5 separate regions of the Mus musculus genome follow, and all the other regions are linked to region 1. The links are chromatin contacts, called in public promoter capture Hi-C maps. All regions are on one chromosome and are shown on one strand. Each heading gives the region's core, a stretch centred on a gene start, on an enhancer-like site or on the middle of the called end of the contact. The rest is flanking DNA. Distances are from core to core; before and after follow the strand shown.

Evidence for each region. Promoter capture Hi-C pulls out the DNA fragments that hold promoters and counts their contacts.
Region 2: a promoter capture Hi-C map of pre-B cells shows a contact between it and region 1, with 5 times the contacts expected there. The contact joins the promoter of D830031N03Rik here to the promoter of Utp11 in region 1. A contact is called at or near these places in 3 of 39 promoter capture datasets (3T3-L1-derived adipocytes, hippocampal neurons and pre-B cells), 1 of 484 Hi-C or Micro-C datasets (uterus) and 2 of 115 datasets of contacts at active chromatin or transcription factors (astrocytes and large pre-B cells).
Region 3: a promoter capture Hi-C map of liver shows a contact between it and region 1, with 3 times the contacts expected there. The contact joins the enhancer-like site here to the promoter of Utp11 in region 1. A contact is called at or near these places in 7 of 39 promoter capture datasets (the 3T3-L1 cell line, the C10 cell line, hippocampal neurons and 2 more), 1 of 484 Hi-C or Micro-C datasets (B cells) and 3 of 115 datasets of contacts at active chromatin or transcription factors (the 230-238 cell line, astrocytes and large pre-B cells).
Region 4: a promoter capture Hi-C map of hippocampal neurons shows a contact between it and region 1, with 5 times the contacts expected there. The contact joins the enhancer-like site here to the promoter of Utp11 in region 1. A contact is called at or near these places in 4 of 39 promoter capture datasets (the C10 cell line, hippocampal neurons, liver and 1 more) and 1 of 115 datasets of contacts at active chromatin or transcription factors (bone marrow-derived macrophages).
Region 5: a contact with region 1 is called in a promoter capture Hi-C map of pre-B cells, with 8 times the contacts expected there. The contact joins the promoter of Pabpc4 here to the promoter of Utp11 in region 1. A contact is called at or near these places in 8 of 39 promoter capture datasets (the 3T3-L1 cell line, 3T3-L1-derived adipocytes, the C10 cell line and 3 more).

Annotation. Positions count from the first base shown.
Region 1 is chr4:124,692,117-124,694,816 of GRCm38.p6, reverse strand. Utp11 (UTP11 small subunit processome component) reads left to right here and starts at 1,263. Exons shown (of 8, transcript NM_026031.3): 1 at 1,263-1,377. The coding sequence starts at 1,315.
Region 2 is chr4:123,410,477-123,413,176 of GRCm38.p6, reverse strand. D830031N03Rik (RIKEN cDNA D830031N03 gene) reads left to right here and starts at 1,266. Exons shown (of 1, transcript NM_001167918.1): 1 at 1,266-2,700. The coding sequence starts at 2,470. All of the region lies in intron 57 of Macf1 (microtubule-actin crosslinking factor 1), which reads left to right.
Region 3 is chr4:123,588,445-123,591,144 of GRCm38.p6, reverse strand. The region is part of intron 1 of Macf1 (microtubule-actin crosslinking factor 1); the gene reads left to right. Among named protein-coding and RNA genes, the nearest start is that of Mir6398, 27 kb to the left of the region's middle. Within about 2 kb of position 1,449, at least 91 of the 459 cell types and tissues checked have an H3K27ac peak or open chromatin away from gene starts, as enhancers often do. A contact at or near this core is called in liver, where this site is marked.
Region 4 is chr4:123,526,352-123,529,051 of GRCm38.p6, reverse strand. The region is part of intron 5 of Macf1 (microtubule-actin crosslinking factor 1); the gene reads left to right. Among named protein-coding and RNA genes, the nearest start is that of Gm31156, 24 kb to the left of the region's middle. Within about 2 kb of position 1,266, at least 116 of the 459 cell types and tissues checked have an H3K27ac peak or open chromatin away from gene starts, as enhancers often do. A contact at or near this core is called in hippocampal neurons and liver, where this site is marked.
Region 5 is chr4:123,281,657-123,284,378 of GRCm38.p6, reverse strand. It overlaps Pabpc4 (poly(A) binding protein, cytoplasmic 4), which reads right to left and starts at 1,468. Exons shown (of 15, transcript NM_130881.3): 1 at 572-1,468. The coding sequence starts at 764.

The sequences.
Region 1 (2,700 bases), core at 14-2,513:
GGTGACAAAAATAACAGGATGGCTGGGCACACTGTCACACACTTGTAATCCCAGCTCTTTGCAGACGCAAGAGATCACTGTGAATCTGAGGCCAGCTTGATCTATGAGTGTCAGTGCAGCCAGGCCTACATAGCTAGACACTGCCTCAAAACATCAAACCTAATCAGACTAAGTCAACCCCAATAAAACAAACTAACAAAACAAAACAAAACAAAAACAGAAACAAATCAATTTTATTGTGAACCTGCTAACAAGTAAACCCAACATTAAGCACTGAAAACATATGTCTTTTAAACCTCAAAATCCTGAGGGTATAGTATTATTTTATTATTTTACAACTAGATGTGGATACCAAGCCTCAGCAAAACTAACTTTCCTTGGTTAAGAGCAGAGCTGGCACCAGAACACTCCCTCCACAGTTCGCGGCTCTCTATCCATCACATTAACTACCTTATGTTAAGTCGGCCAGCTAGACGCACAACTTTGATGGCTGTGAAGGACTCGGAACTTTATTGCTATTAGATGATTCTTTTCTACTCTGCTTATAGATACAGTTCTGCCACTCAGAGCCCTTGATACTCCTATGAGCAAGACCAGTCTGCTATTATTATGTTCGTTTTATGGGTGAGAAAAATGATGCTCTTTAAAGTCAAGCAATCAGCTCAGAGCCACGCAGCCAGAAGTCAGCTGAGGAGCCAAATATGGTTTTAAAGTACTCTTTCTAGTATACTGTAAGATTCACATTATTTCTAGTTTTTGGTTTGTTTGTTTTTGTTTTGTTTTTAGACTGCGATTTATTTTACTATGTAGCCCTGGCTGGCCTGGCAATCACTATGTAAGACCAGGTTAGCCTTGAACTTACAGAAAATTGCCAGCTTCTACCTCCAGAGAGCTGGGGTTAAAGGTGTGAGCCACGTTCTAGTTCTACTTAGAATCTTAACCCACACCAAGTCTCAGGTGACAGCACATGCGCACACGCAAGCCGAGCGTAGCCAGAGAGCAGTGCCAGCCATGTGTTCCCAGATGCCAACGTGCGGCCTGGAGCGAAGTCTAGGTCTCTGGACCAGTGGACGTTCTCTGCGAACCGAGAGCTGTGAAAGAATCCCAAGACTCTAGCTTTGGAAACTACATCTCCCAGAACCCTCCGATTCAGGCCGCTTGAGAGGGGCTGTATTTCCGGTAAAGCAGGCTTCTGATAGGCTGCATTGCAAGCCGCGTCTTGGGCCTGCTTCCGGTGTCTTGGCGGACGCGGCGGGGTGGGTAGTGCTGTCGTGGTGGTGGAGTTTGCTGAGCATTTCCTAGACCTCAGTAGGCATGTCGGCGGCTTTTCGCAAGGCAGCCAAGACCCGGCAGCGGGAACACCGAGAACGAAGCCAGGTAGGCCCTCGCAAGCCTCAGGGGCGCCTGCAGTGGCCCCCGCCCCCTCGCTGTCCCTGCATCCGGATACGGGACAGCGCATCTGCCTTCAGTCAATACCCAACACATGGGGCCTGACCCCAGCGTGCCTTGTCGGGGAGACCCAGGGACAGGGTAGGAGGATTGTCATTCTCTACGGTAGAGGGTCAGTGGGTAATTGAGTGAGGCAGGGTGTGCTAGAGGCCTTTCCCTGGGAACTTGAGACCAAAGTCAAAGGAATGTAACCGAGTGACCAGCGACAGTAGGCGCCTCACAACCGACGCATGCCCGGGTGTTCCTAAACTGGGCCCAACTTTTGGCATGGGATTTGCGGTTCGTGTAGATCTGTCATATGCTTCCCCCTAAAATCGTGGCACTTTCCTTATCCCTTCTGGAGAATGTCTTGACCATTTACAAACTTTGCTGGACCTCATAGCCCAGGTCTATAATGGCATCTACCCAAGAGGCCAAGGCAGAAGGATCCCAAAATCGGGGCCTGTCTGGGTCACTTAGACCTGACTCAAAAATCTAAAAAAATTCTAGACATAGGCCTCAATGGTGAACTGCTTGCCTAGCAAGTAAGGGCAGTAGGCGTAGTCCTTGGTAAGAAGAAAAAAAGGAGGGAAGTGGGGAGTTCCCCCACTTAATTTAGTTAGAATAAATAGGTGTGGATTTACTCAGGAGAATGTGTTAGGGTTTGGATATGCAATACAAATAAAGATGTATGCAGAATCACTTTATCCACTTTGCCATTCTCAGAAATTACATCATAACTGGTTCAAACAAGCTTTTAACAAGCCTTGGAGAGAGGGCTTAGCCGTTAAGAGTACTCGGCTGCTCTCTCAGAGTTCAAATCCTAGCACTCACATTGTGGGTTCACAAATAGCTTTAACTCCACTCTAGGAATTCCACCACCCCCTCTGGCCTCCATAGGCCCTGCACTCACATTCATTCATATTCTTTATCTCTCTCTCTCTCACACACACACTAACTTTTTTTTTTTTTTTTTTGGTTTTTCGAGACAGGGTTTCTCTGTATAGCCCTGGCTGTCCTGGAACTCACTTTGTAGACCAGGCTGGCCTCGAACTCAGAAATCCGCCTGTCTCTGCCTCCCAAGTGCTGGGATTAAAGGTGTGCGCCGCCACCACTGCCCGGCCACACTAACATTTTTTAAATTAAAAGATTACTGAGTGTGAGTGTGTGAGCGGGTGTTTGTGGGAGCACATCCTGGGCCAGGGTTGTGATTTGTCCGACATCCTGACGTGGGTGCTGGGATCTGGAAGAGGAGAATCTGTGTTTAACTGT
Region 2 (2,700 bases), core at 17-2,516, 1.3 Mb after region 1:
CTCCACACACCAGTGACTCGTTTTATTTACTGTTTGTGTGAAGAGTAGAAATAACTTTCTCATAAGTTTTATCATCTATATTAACTACTTGGGCCAACAGGACTTTGTACATTTTAACTGACCTTTTTCATCCTCATGAAATCCGAGGGACCATCATAAAGGGAGTCAAGTATTACACCTCAAAGAGATGCAAGCTACCTCTGGCAGGCAGTCTTCTGGGTTGCTTTGTACTTTTCTTAACAATTACAGGGTCTCTAGATAGCTTTCCTAAAATCCAGAACGTAGTTTGCAGGATTGTGTAACACATTTCTCTAATATTTTCATTCTTGAGACTTGAAATATGAACTCATGCTTTTCATCTAGCCCTTCAGAGGCTCAGATTTCCTTGGACGTGCACAGCGGTTATAGCCAATCCAGGTGTTGGTCATGGGCTGTTCCTGCTAGAGTCTCCACTGCCCTGCAACCCGCACCCCATTTTCCGGTCATTAAGACCGCTGAAGTCTGAGCAGAGAAATCCAGGTGGCGAAATGGGCCAAGATCTGACATACTTGAGAAGGGAAACTGTGCCTAGAGTTTATCCAATAACTTGGTTCCTGAGTCTAACTTAATTCCTTGGCATGCCAAGAAAAGACTGTGTTTAAGGCTAGCCTGTTCTTTGGTCAGCGCCAGAGGTGACATTGGAAAAATACAGGGATAGTCGTTGGCGGCAAAGCTGGAGCCTAGGATAGTGCAGACCGCCCACCCCAGCCCGTACGTCTCTACCGGCAGATGGGGCCCCCGAGTGGCCCTAGCCACTACCGGCTGGTAGTGGGGGCGGCGGGGGCGCCCCTTCTGGGTTCGCCCTTGGGCTGGGCTCCCATCCCGCCGGTTGGAAAGAAGCGGGGGCGGAGGGGCCGGGCCAGCGTTGTGAGGGCGGGGCTTTCCTTTGTCAGGGGATTTGCCCGGCATGACCAGGACTGCCCCTCTCCTCTCACCCTCGCAGGCGGGGACACTATTACTCCCGTGGGTGAGGAGGGAGTGAGCTAGAGGGGGTGCGGGATGAGCTGGAGTCCCTCGCCCCAACCCCGGGAAGCCCCTCCCTCGCCGCCTTGGCCTCCAATCCTTGCCTCCGCCCCCTCCCCTCCCGGCGGGGCTCCCTATAGGCCCCGCCCCCGTCCTCCTCCCTAGCAGTCGGCGCCGCGCGCTCCCGGGCTTCCAAGGGGGCTGCCCGGGCGGGGCAGCGGCTGTGGCGGGGCTAGAAGGGGGAGGAGATCCGCCCGCCACCCGAGCACTTCCAGCCAGCGGCGTGTGAGCGGGCCGCGCGGCGTGAGAGAGGCGGGCTCGCCCCCCTCGTGCGGCCGGAGCGGAGCCTTTTGTTCCCGGCCAGAAGTTTGCATGCCGGGACCGTGACAGCTGCGGGCGGGGAGGACGGCTGCAGGGCCGGCGGCGTGGTGGAGAAAAGAGGCGACTGCTTGTCATGCAGCCCACGACGCGGCGGCTGGGGGCCGGGGACCTGCAGTGGCCGGGGAGGCGGCGCCCACAGGACACGGGACTTACTGCTGCCGGAGGGACAAACTAACTTCCTGAGCGCTAGACCCAAGGCCGGCCCGCCGGGAGCCACCTGCAAGGTTGCGGTGAGGCGACCCTGGCCCTCCGGGGCGCGAGGCATGGCGCGGGTTTGCGGGCGGTGCTAAGTGAGTCCAGACTGCCTCTTGGCCGCTGCCGCAGCCTGCCCGCCTTCTGAAAGGCCCAGCGTGGGCCTCCACTCGCCTTGTTTTGCGGCCACGATACAGTGTTGGCTTGGAAGCCACAACAATGCCATGATGTTTTGGAGACAGGAAGCCCCAAGCTGGCCCCGAATGAAGGACTTCCTGTGTTTAAAGTTGCAGGAATATCCGCTGACCAGCCCTGTTCAAATGCAAACACCCAACTAGAGAGGACGAATGGCTAATTCAGACCAGCTGGACTCTTTAGGGCTGAACACAGGATAAAATGAAAGGAATTCTTAGGAGCTTGGACCATACTTGAAGGCTAGAGAGGGTGTGCCATTGTTATAAAGGACATAGTTGGTATACATTTTCTGCTTCCAACTCAGCTTTGGTGCGAATCGAGTGAAACTAGATATTGAATAAGACTTGTCAATATCAAACGATTTTTTTGCTGACTGAATTTGAAAGGGCTTTAGAAAAGTAAAACCAGAAGCCATACAAGTATTTGTTTTATGTTTATTGATTAAATAATATCATTTGTCTTTCTGCAGTTATGAGGCTGCTAGCCTGTGAGGGAAAACCTGTTTGTCTTATTAGAGTTTCTCCCAAAATGGTTTCAAATTGGGAACTTCCAGATCTTTCTGAAAGGCAGATGCAATTGGTGGTTTGGAGTATAAACATGTAAGAGGACTTACAATTCATGTAGAATGTATTTTGAGAGAACCCGTGGCGGGGAAAAAAAACTTTTGAAAGATTGATGGTTCATCTTTATTGAAAAAGTATGGGTAAGCCACTTAGCAGGCCAGACTGTTTAAGGCGGAACCCTACCTGCCTGGGTAAAGGGGAAGATGAGGATGGCTATATAGAAGATTGCTATGTTCCACAGCGGTCTATATACGATACAATGAGGATAAATGAACAGATTGACCAGGGGTCAAAACTTAATCAGACGTCAAAAAGCACCATGGAGAAGATGGAAGGAAGTACCATATCCAGCAATGGTACATTAGGA
Region 3 (2,700 bases), core at 200-2,699, 1.1 Mb after region 1:
TGAAAAACACTTCATATAATGTGAAAGTATTTGCAAATCATGTTTTTAGTAATGTGCCTATAATTAACACATATGAAGAAAACTTGTAATTCAACAGAAAGAAGATAATTCAATAAAAAACAGGCAGAGGATTGAGTAGCTGTTCTCCAAAGCAAATATACAAATAGCAAGTACAAAGTAAGCATATGAAAATTGTAAACATTACCAGGCCTTAAAGAAATGCAGATTAAGCCATGGTGAGATACACCAACTTCATATTCAGATTGCTATAGCAAGATTGTAAGCCTGGGTTTTTGTTTGTTTTTTTGTTTGTTTGTTTTGTTTTTAAAAGAGATTTATTTATTTGTTTGTATGTGTGTGCATGAGTAAGAGGTGTTTGTGGGGGCCAGCAAATAGATTTGAAAATAAGATGTCAGCTCCTGCTGGACCTGCAATTACCGTAGCTGTGAGCCACCTGATGTTATGAACCAAACTGGGGTCCTCTGGCAGGCAGAGCGGTGATTGCTCTTATCTCTCCAGCCCCGGGTTTACTTACCTTTATTTTCTGTGTATGTGCTTTGCCTGCATGTATGTATGTGCACCATGGGCATGCCTGGTACCCGAGGAAGCCAGAGAGGGACTTGGATCCCTTTGAACTGAAGTTACAGATGGCGTGAGCTGCTATGTGAACACTGGGAATCCAAACTCAGACCGTTGTGCCCAGAGCGTGGATCTTAAACCTGGGATCCTAGTATTTGGAAGTCAGAGGCAGGAAACTCATTGGAAATTTCAGATCAGACAGGGTTACAGAGACCATGTCTACAAAAACAAAACAAAAAAGTGCACATGGGAATAGGTAGAGAAACTGGAACCCTTATTTTGTTGATGGGAATATGAAATATTGCATCTGCTTTAGGAACTTAGCAGTTCTAAAAATATATCCAGGAGAATTGAAAACATACTTTCACAGAAAGGCTTTATAAAGATGTTAATGGCTCAACATGTGTAACAGTGTATACAACCGAATATCCACCAGCTGATGAGTAGATTAAACAAAATGTAGCCATACACTAGAATATATCTTGTTGAACAAAATGCCGATCAGTAGAAGCATGGGCCTACCTTGAGAAGTACATGAGTTTGATTCCATTTATACAGAATAGGCAAACCCCCAGAGACAGTACCTAGGTTCCTGGCTGCTAGAAGCCAGAGGGTCGGGGGGACTGAAAGTGACTGCTGATAAGATGTATGGTTTCTTTTTAGGGATAATGAAATGTCCTACAATTAGATGGTTGCACGATTTTGTGAATATACTAAAATCCTCTGAATTGTAGACTATAAAAATGGTGACTGGTACAGTGTGTTAATTCTCAAAGAAGTTACTGTTAAAAATATTAGAGTAGAGCTGTCATTGCATGGCTCAGCTGGTTCAAGTACCTGCTGCCAAGCCTGATGACTGGAGTTTGATCCCTGGAACCCACACAGTGGAGGGAAAGAACATCTGACCTCCACGTCCATCCCCCCACCACACAAGGAATAAATAAATACATGTAAATTAAGTAAAATTAAAAAAAAAAAACCACCCTGAGGGTGATTTGTACGTCTGAATAGCATTCTGTCAGTTTTTACCTTGCACACTAGGCTACCCTGAATCCTGTAGCTGGAGTGTGGCTATCTTGAGCCCTGGGCAGCGCTGCTACCCGAAACAGGTTTGTAACCATTTACTAAGAGTTACAAGTAAGTTGGTTACAAGTAAGGTGGCATTTTGTAAGCTAAACACTCTGGGGCTGACGTTTTCCTCCCTCCAAGTAACAATGCCCTATTCAACTTCTTACTTCATTCTTTCAACATTTTGTCCCACTGTCGGAGCCAGCTTGGATACTGGTTCCCAGCCACATTCCTAGCTCCAGCAAGAACCACCTCATCCATGAGCTTTCTCTGAAGCATTCTTTCCTGGGTGGTGTGTAAATAAGGTCTGGAAGGGCCTCTGGGTGGCGCCTTCTCCCAGAACACCACTCCAAAAGAATGGCATGCCACAGGCTCCAGCCTGTGTTGGCAGGAAAAGGTGACTCATTTTCATCAAAGGAATTTCAAAGAAAATATAATGACAGGATGATGTCAGAGGAACAGGTGGAGACAGGAACTGTGATTGAGTGTTGAATAGAATGGTTGCCTGGGCAGTGAGAATGATTGACTGGCATAGATCACAGGAAACATCATCACCTGTTTTTTAGTTACCTTCTCAGAAATTCTCGTGTGGGCAGTGTTGTTCATGAGCCCTCAGAGCATGTGGTCGAGTCTGTGCTTGCCTTGGGTGTATCTACCATTGGCCCACAACATCCTGGGCCAGTCATGGACTTTGTTAACTAATGTGCTGTGATCTCATGTGGTTTCTTTCACTCCACACGGCATCCTTCTCTGGCTAGTCAGGTCTGTTTCTGGTAATTGAGTCTCACAGACTTTTTGCTGCTGACCTAGAGGTGCGGCATTTTCTTTAACATAAATACAGGGATTTGCCATGACATCAAAAGCCAGGAGTGCTACCTTATTGCCCAAAGAATTCTGGTTCCCTCCACTGGTTTGAAAAGTTTGATCTTTGGGTTCCCTAACCTAAGTCTTCCCACCCCCACCTTTTTTTTTTTTTGAGTAGAGCGCCCTCCAGTGGTTAACACTGATAAAGCTATTAAAAAGTATGAGTTTTGATACTTTTCATATTGTCAA
Region 4 (2,700 bases), core at 17-2,516, 1.2 Mb after region 1:
TGTTAGGCAGTGTGCTGGAAACCTGGTGGAGGAATTCTGCTGGCTGGCAGCGCAGGGTGTGGTCTATGAGCCTTACTTACATCAGTCTGAGTGAAAATCACCTGGGTTTCAGTCCCTCAGCTGCTCTCCCCAGTCAGCAGCAAGTGTTATTTCTTCGTTGCTTGGCTACAGAGTCTAGCTGCTAGTTTAGAACTATGGGAATATCTTCTTGTTTTATGGCAGTGGAGAGCAGATTTTTCTCCCTCTAGTAATTAATGGAGCTGAAATGAAAAGTCTCTCTTTTATTCTATGGGTATTTTCGAGACAGGGTTTCACTCAGTAGTCCAGGCTAGCTTCAGACTTGCTTTGAAATTCTTCCTTTTTAGCCTCCCAGTAGCTGAGATTACACACATCAACCATTTTGTCGTGTTAACATGAAGTCTAAATGGCTTGTGTCTTCCCCGTCCTCAGTTATTTCAACTTGGACAAGTTAATCAGCTTTCTTAAATCTGAGTTTTCTTTACTTAAAAATTGGGCCACACATGGCTGCTGTGAGAATATAACAGAATAATATATATTATCCTGTTACATTATATATATGTTATATATGTGTGTATCTTCACATAGAACTTGTTATATAGCAAGTACTCAAAATACGATAGCTAACTGTGGCAAAGGCAGTACTGATGATTACTATTGAACACTTATGTCAAATACTGTTGTCTGACTTTTATATTGTATTGACAAGTGATCACCTGTCCCTGAGGCTTAACATACTATACTCAAAATCAATTTCCAGGTTTTTCATCAGTGTGTCTGGCCATCCGAATTAGTGGATGTTACTCTTTGGAGCTGGCCATATATGCCACAGGAGGCTGGATTGTTCATACCCCTGTTTCTTTTCTTAATGGAAGGAGTGGGCTCTAATCTTTCTTAGGTTAAAATTTGATTATGTATATCTTGCTTGCTCTTTTCCTTTGGGCGTCTTGGAGCAGTGATTAAAACATATTTCATTTCATAGGTTGGGAGCTTTCATTGCGGCTTCTCTGGTCTTGTCTACCTGGCCCTTCCCTTCCCTTGCTAGTTAGTACCCACTGAGCTGGTTTGCTCTCCCCACCCCCTCTTTGATATTGTTCTCCTCCTCCTCTCTCCGGCTACCTCTCTCTCTTCCTTTCCCCTCCCCTTTCCATTTACTCTTACGTTCTCCCCTCCTCCTCCCTCTCCCTGGTTTCTAGCTCCTTTTTGCGTTCTGTTTGTGTTACTGAGGGCAGTGCTCCAATTACCTCATATTTGGAGAGAGGAAGCGGCAGCCAATCCGGTTTCTGTCTGCTTTTAGGTCAAGTGATTTCTGAACTGCAGTGAGATGCTTTGAAATTTGTCTTGTTGCAGCTCTGAGCCTGTAAGATGGCTGTCTGAATCGAGCGGCTGGAAGAGACAGAGAGAGGCGGGGAGGGAGGGAGAAAGGATTGGAGGGATTGCCGGCATAGTGCATGTTTTTTGGTTTTTGGTTCTTTTGAATGTGCATCGAGTCCGATGAAGCCGACATTGGAATGCCTCTGGGATCCGAGGACTGATTCAACTGCTTTATTTTCTGAGATTGAGAGAGGAAAGAAATGGGAAATTCACTGGGCTGTGTTAAGGAGCCGAAAGAGTCCATAGCTGTTCCTGAGAAGGCTCCCATATCTCCTAAGAAGAGGGTTCGGTTCAAAAGGAAGTGGAGAGGGAAGAAAATCCTTACTCCAGAAGCATCTCACAGGGAGGAAGCTTTGGAAGGCACTGGAGTCATTGAAGAGACTGAAACCCTAACGAAGTTAACAGCGAGGCTCCCAAAGGAGCCCGGAGTGGGAGGGGCAGAGCACCCCCCATCAGACATTTTCCTGCCCGGAGACTCAGCTCCCAACTCAGGGGTGGGCGATCAAGGGATGATTGTGCAGGTAAAGGAGAGCTTCCAAGCAGAGATCCAGACTGCTCACCTTTTGTTGGAGAATGAGTCATCAGTTGTTGGAGGGGCCTGGGATTCCCTGGAAGAGGGTATGACAGTCATTGCTCACCTGCTTGATAACCCAGCAGAAAGGAACTGTGAGAAGTCTGTGAGCCAACTGGTGGAATTTCCGAGGACAGCATCCTGCAGCAGCAGGGCTGTGCTGTTGCCTTTGCAGGGAGAGACTGCAGTGGAGCAGGGAGGCACTCTGCTCAGACATCGACATCGGAGCAGCACTTTGCCTCGGACGGATTACCCCTCTGAAACAGTAGATCAAGACCAACCTTCAGAGGGCTGGAGTGTGGGGGGAAGAACCAAGAGTGTTCCAAGTGCCCCTCCCACAGGTTCTTGGATTGCTAAGTGTTCTGTTGCTTCATCAATACCAAAACAGTCAGGAGACCCTATTCACACAGAGCCTACCCATGTAGGTCTCGTGTCCTGCAAGGGTCCCATAATGCCTGCTTCTCAGAGTGATTTATCTGTCAGTGGCATCACTGTGAGCATTTTGCCATCCTCCTCTGGCTATGGCAGCGATGGGCTGCGCCTGCATGGGATCCGGCCTGAAGATACAGAACCTGAAAAGACCTCCACACCCTTCTCAGAAGAGGATGGTACCCTGTCTTTGGAGGCAAGCCATACTGATCGTGGGGTCTGGAGGAGGTGGATGGTGTATTTGGGGTAATCAAACTGTCTTTTTGGATTTCCTTCCGCTCAGGCATATCGAAGTGGAGTGTGGTAAG
Region 5 (2,722 bases), core at 219-2,718, 1.4 Mb after region 1:
CATGTGACACCTTCCTAGACTTCCTGGGTACACTCCTCTACATCCTTCGAGCTCCATGCAGTTGAGCAAGTCCCCAAAAGAGAGCCTGGTAGAAACAGCTTGACACTAGCAACTCCCCTCAAGGCAACTGGATGAAACTGCTCTCCTTGCTTTCCACTGCCCTAAAGCCATCCCAAGTCAGTCAGTTCAGGTTAGAGCCCCCAGTTTTGCAACCTACACTTTCAGGTGTCATTTCAATGCACTGAGTGCCAGACCCACTTCTACCTGAGTGGGGCTAGACACACTAGAATACCCAAGTCCCTTTATTCGGATCCCGAATTACACAAATCTCCTTGGGTTCCAACCCCTGCTCTACCCCACCCCCACCCAGTAGCCCAAGGTCATCAGGTTAGCAAGTGGTGGGAGACTGAAGCCAGGGTCATGACCACATGCCTGGCTCATTTTGCTTCCACCCAAGGCTTCTCAGGCAACATGCTGTTATGTTCCCCGGTCCTGGCAGTTTGGCCTCCGCCTTCAGGATTCCCAAGGTCCCCAGGAATCTCCCGAATGTGTGCACACCGCTACTACTCACCGTCAGCTGGCTGCTGGAAGTTGACGTAGGCATAACCCAGAGAGCGCCGGGTGATCATATCGCGACAGACCCGGATGGACAGCACAGGCCCCGCAGGGCTAAACTTTTCATACAGCATGGCTTCGGTGACGTCCGAGTGCAAATCGCCCACGTATAAGGAGGCCATGGGGTAGCTGCTGGCTGCAGCGTTCATCTCCCCACCCCCCACGACCCCGAGCCCCGCCAGGAGGACTTCTAACAAGGCCTACTGCAGGACAAAAGGGGCTCCGAGGAGCTATGGCACGCGCCGCAGCGCACAGGTGGCACCAGCGACGCCGGAGAAGGCTGGAGCAGGGAGGCTCCGAGCCGGGACCCGTGTGCGGGACGACTTGCACGGGACTGCAAAAGCCCCAAGACAAAAGGCTCTCAAAAACAATATGGCCCGCTCCTGGAGTTTGTACTCTCCAGCTGTCCTGGCTTGAGGCTTAAAAAATAAAAATTAAAGTAGGAAATCCCCTCGTAAAGGGGGCAAAAAATTTTCAAGAGGCAATCAGATGCTGCGCTCACGGCCGCCTTGGGAACACGCGTTTCGTGATAAATATAGGCCCCGGACTCCCGGCGGTTTACAGTTACAGCAGCCCAGGAAGGGGGAAACCAAATCTTTGCGGGTGCCGGCGAAGGGCAGTGCGGACACGTGGTGCGGCCAGCCGGGGCGCGGGGCTGCCACGCGGCGCAGAGGCGTGCAGGGGCGGGCCGGGCCGAGGGGGATGGCTCACCACCGGACGGACAGACAGACGCTGACGGACAGGCAGGCCGGAAGCTGTGAAAGTCACTTCCCCACGGGCTCCCAGCACAAGTCGCTGTCTGGTTCTTTTTCTTCTTTTTTTCCCTTTTGCTTTTTTTTTTCCTCTTCTTTTCTTTTCTTTTTTTTTTTTTTAAGGTTTTTGAGGCTTTTGTGTTTTTTTTAAGCTTTTTCTTTTTTCTGCTTCAGGCGTGCTGAGCCCAAACGCAACACTGATGGCTGCGACCCGGGGCGGAGAGAGGCGGCTGGAGCCGCCACCGCTCCATTTATACCCTCCCGCCCCGGGCGCTGCTGGTCGAAGGGCGCCTCGAGACCTGGGCGCAGTCGTGCCCGCCCACTCTGCCCCGGGGGCCCAAGGCGGGGCAGTCACACCAGAGTGACCTGGAGCCGCCCGCAAGGTGTCACAGCGTCCCCTTGCGTTTGGAGGACCAGCAGCACGCACCTGTATGATTCTCTTTCTGCAGTGTATGGATTGAGTCATGTCCTCCCCAAGACCCACACGCAGGTATAATGTTTAAAACATCCATGAAATGCCCAAATCTACACAAAGGGATGCTAAAGTACAGCTACTAGGTGGCCCAATACATGGTTGAGCTGAATACGTAAGACATACGAAAGTTTTAAGAACATATAACCTTGAGGTTGGATTTTGGAGGTCATTAGAAATGGTGGTGGTATCTTAGGTGATGAGACTGTTTTTGAAAAGATGAACAAATCTTGCCAAAGCTTTTATAAAACAAAACGTGACTGTCCGCTCCTGTTTTGTTCTGGTGGCACGCCTACAGCTTAGTTTGTGCAAAAGGAGAAGAGGAGAAGAAAGGTGTATTTGGGCTCATGGTTCTTGTATAAGGGAGCTATCTCTAGTGATGTCCTTACAAGGCATCTCGTGGCGACTCATGGCACAACACAAAGAGAATGCATCTGTGCATGTGAAACAATGTTTTTGTTACTATGTAAACGCTAGTTAAGAGTTTACGCTTAGATGATGAAGGGTAATCATTGACTTTTTACCCAAATGAAGGTTTCACTGACCATTTGAAGATCATGTTATCTCATGAGACTAAATATGTGGAGTTATAGCAGTATTTCCTTACTCCATAAGTGCCAGGGACCATTTTTTTTTCTATCCTTATATTCACTCAAACCAGAAATTAGCAAAAGCTAGACAGATACTCGTCTACTGGTTGAAGCAAACAATTGAGGAAATATAAGTATTTAATCAATCAATTCATTCCAATAAATGGCTAATCAGAGCTCCCCCCCCAGCAGATGCCATGGTTGCCATGGTTACCATGGTATACAAGTAAGAGTCCCTCCTTACCTCTGAGAATAATTTCTGGTGACTATATTAAATAAAGAAGCCTTGCTAG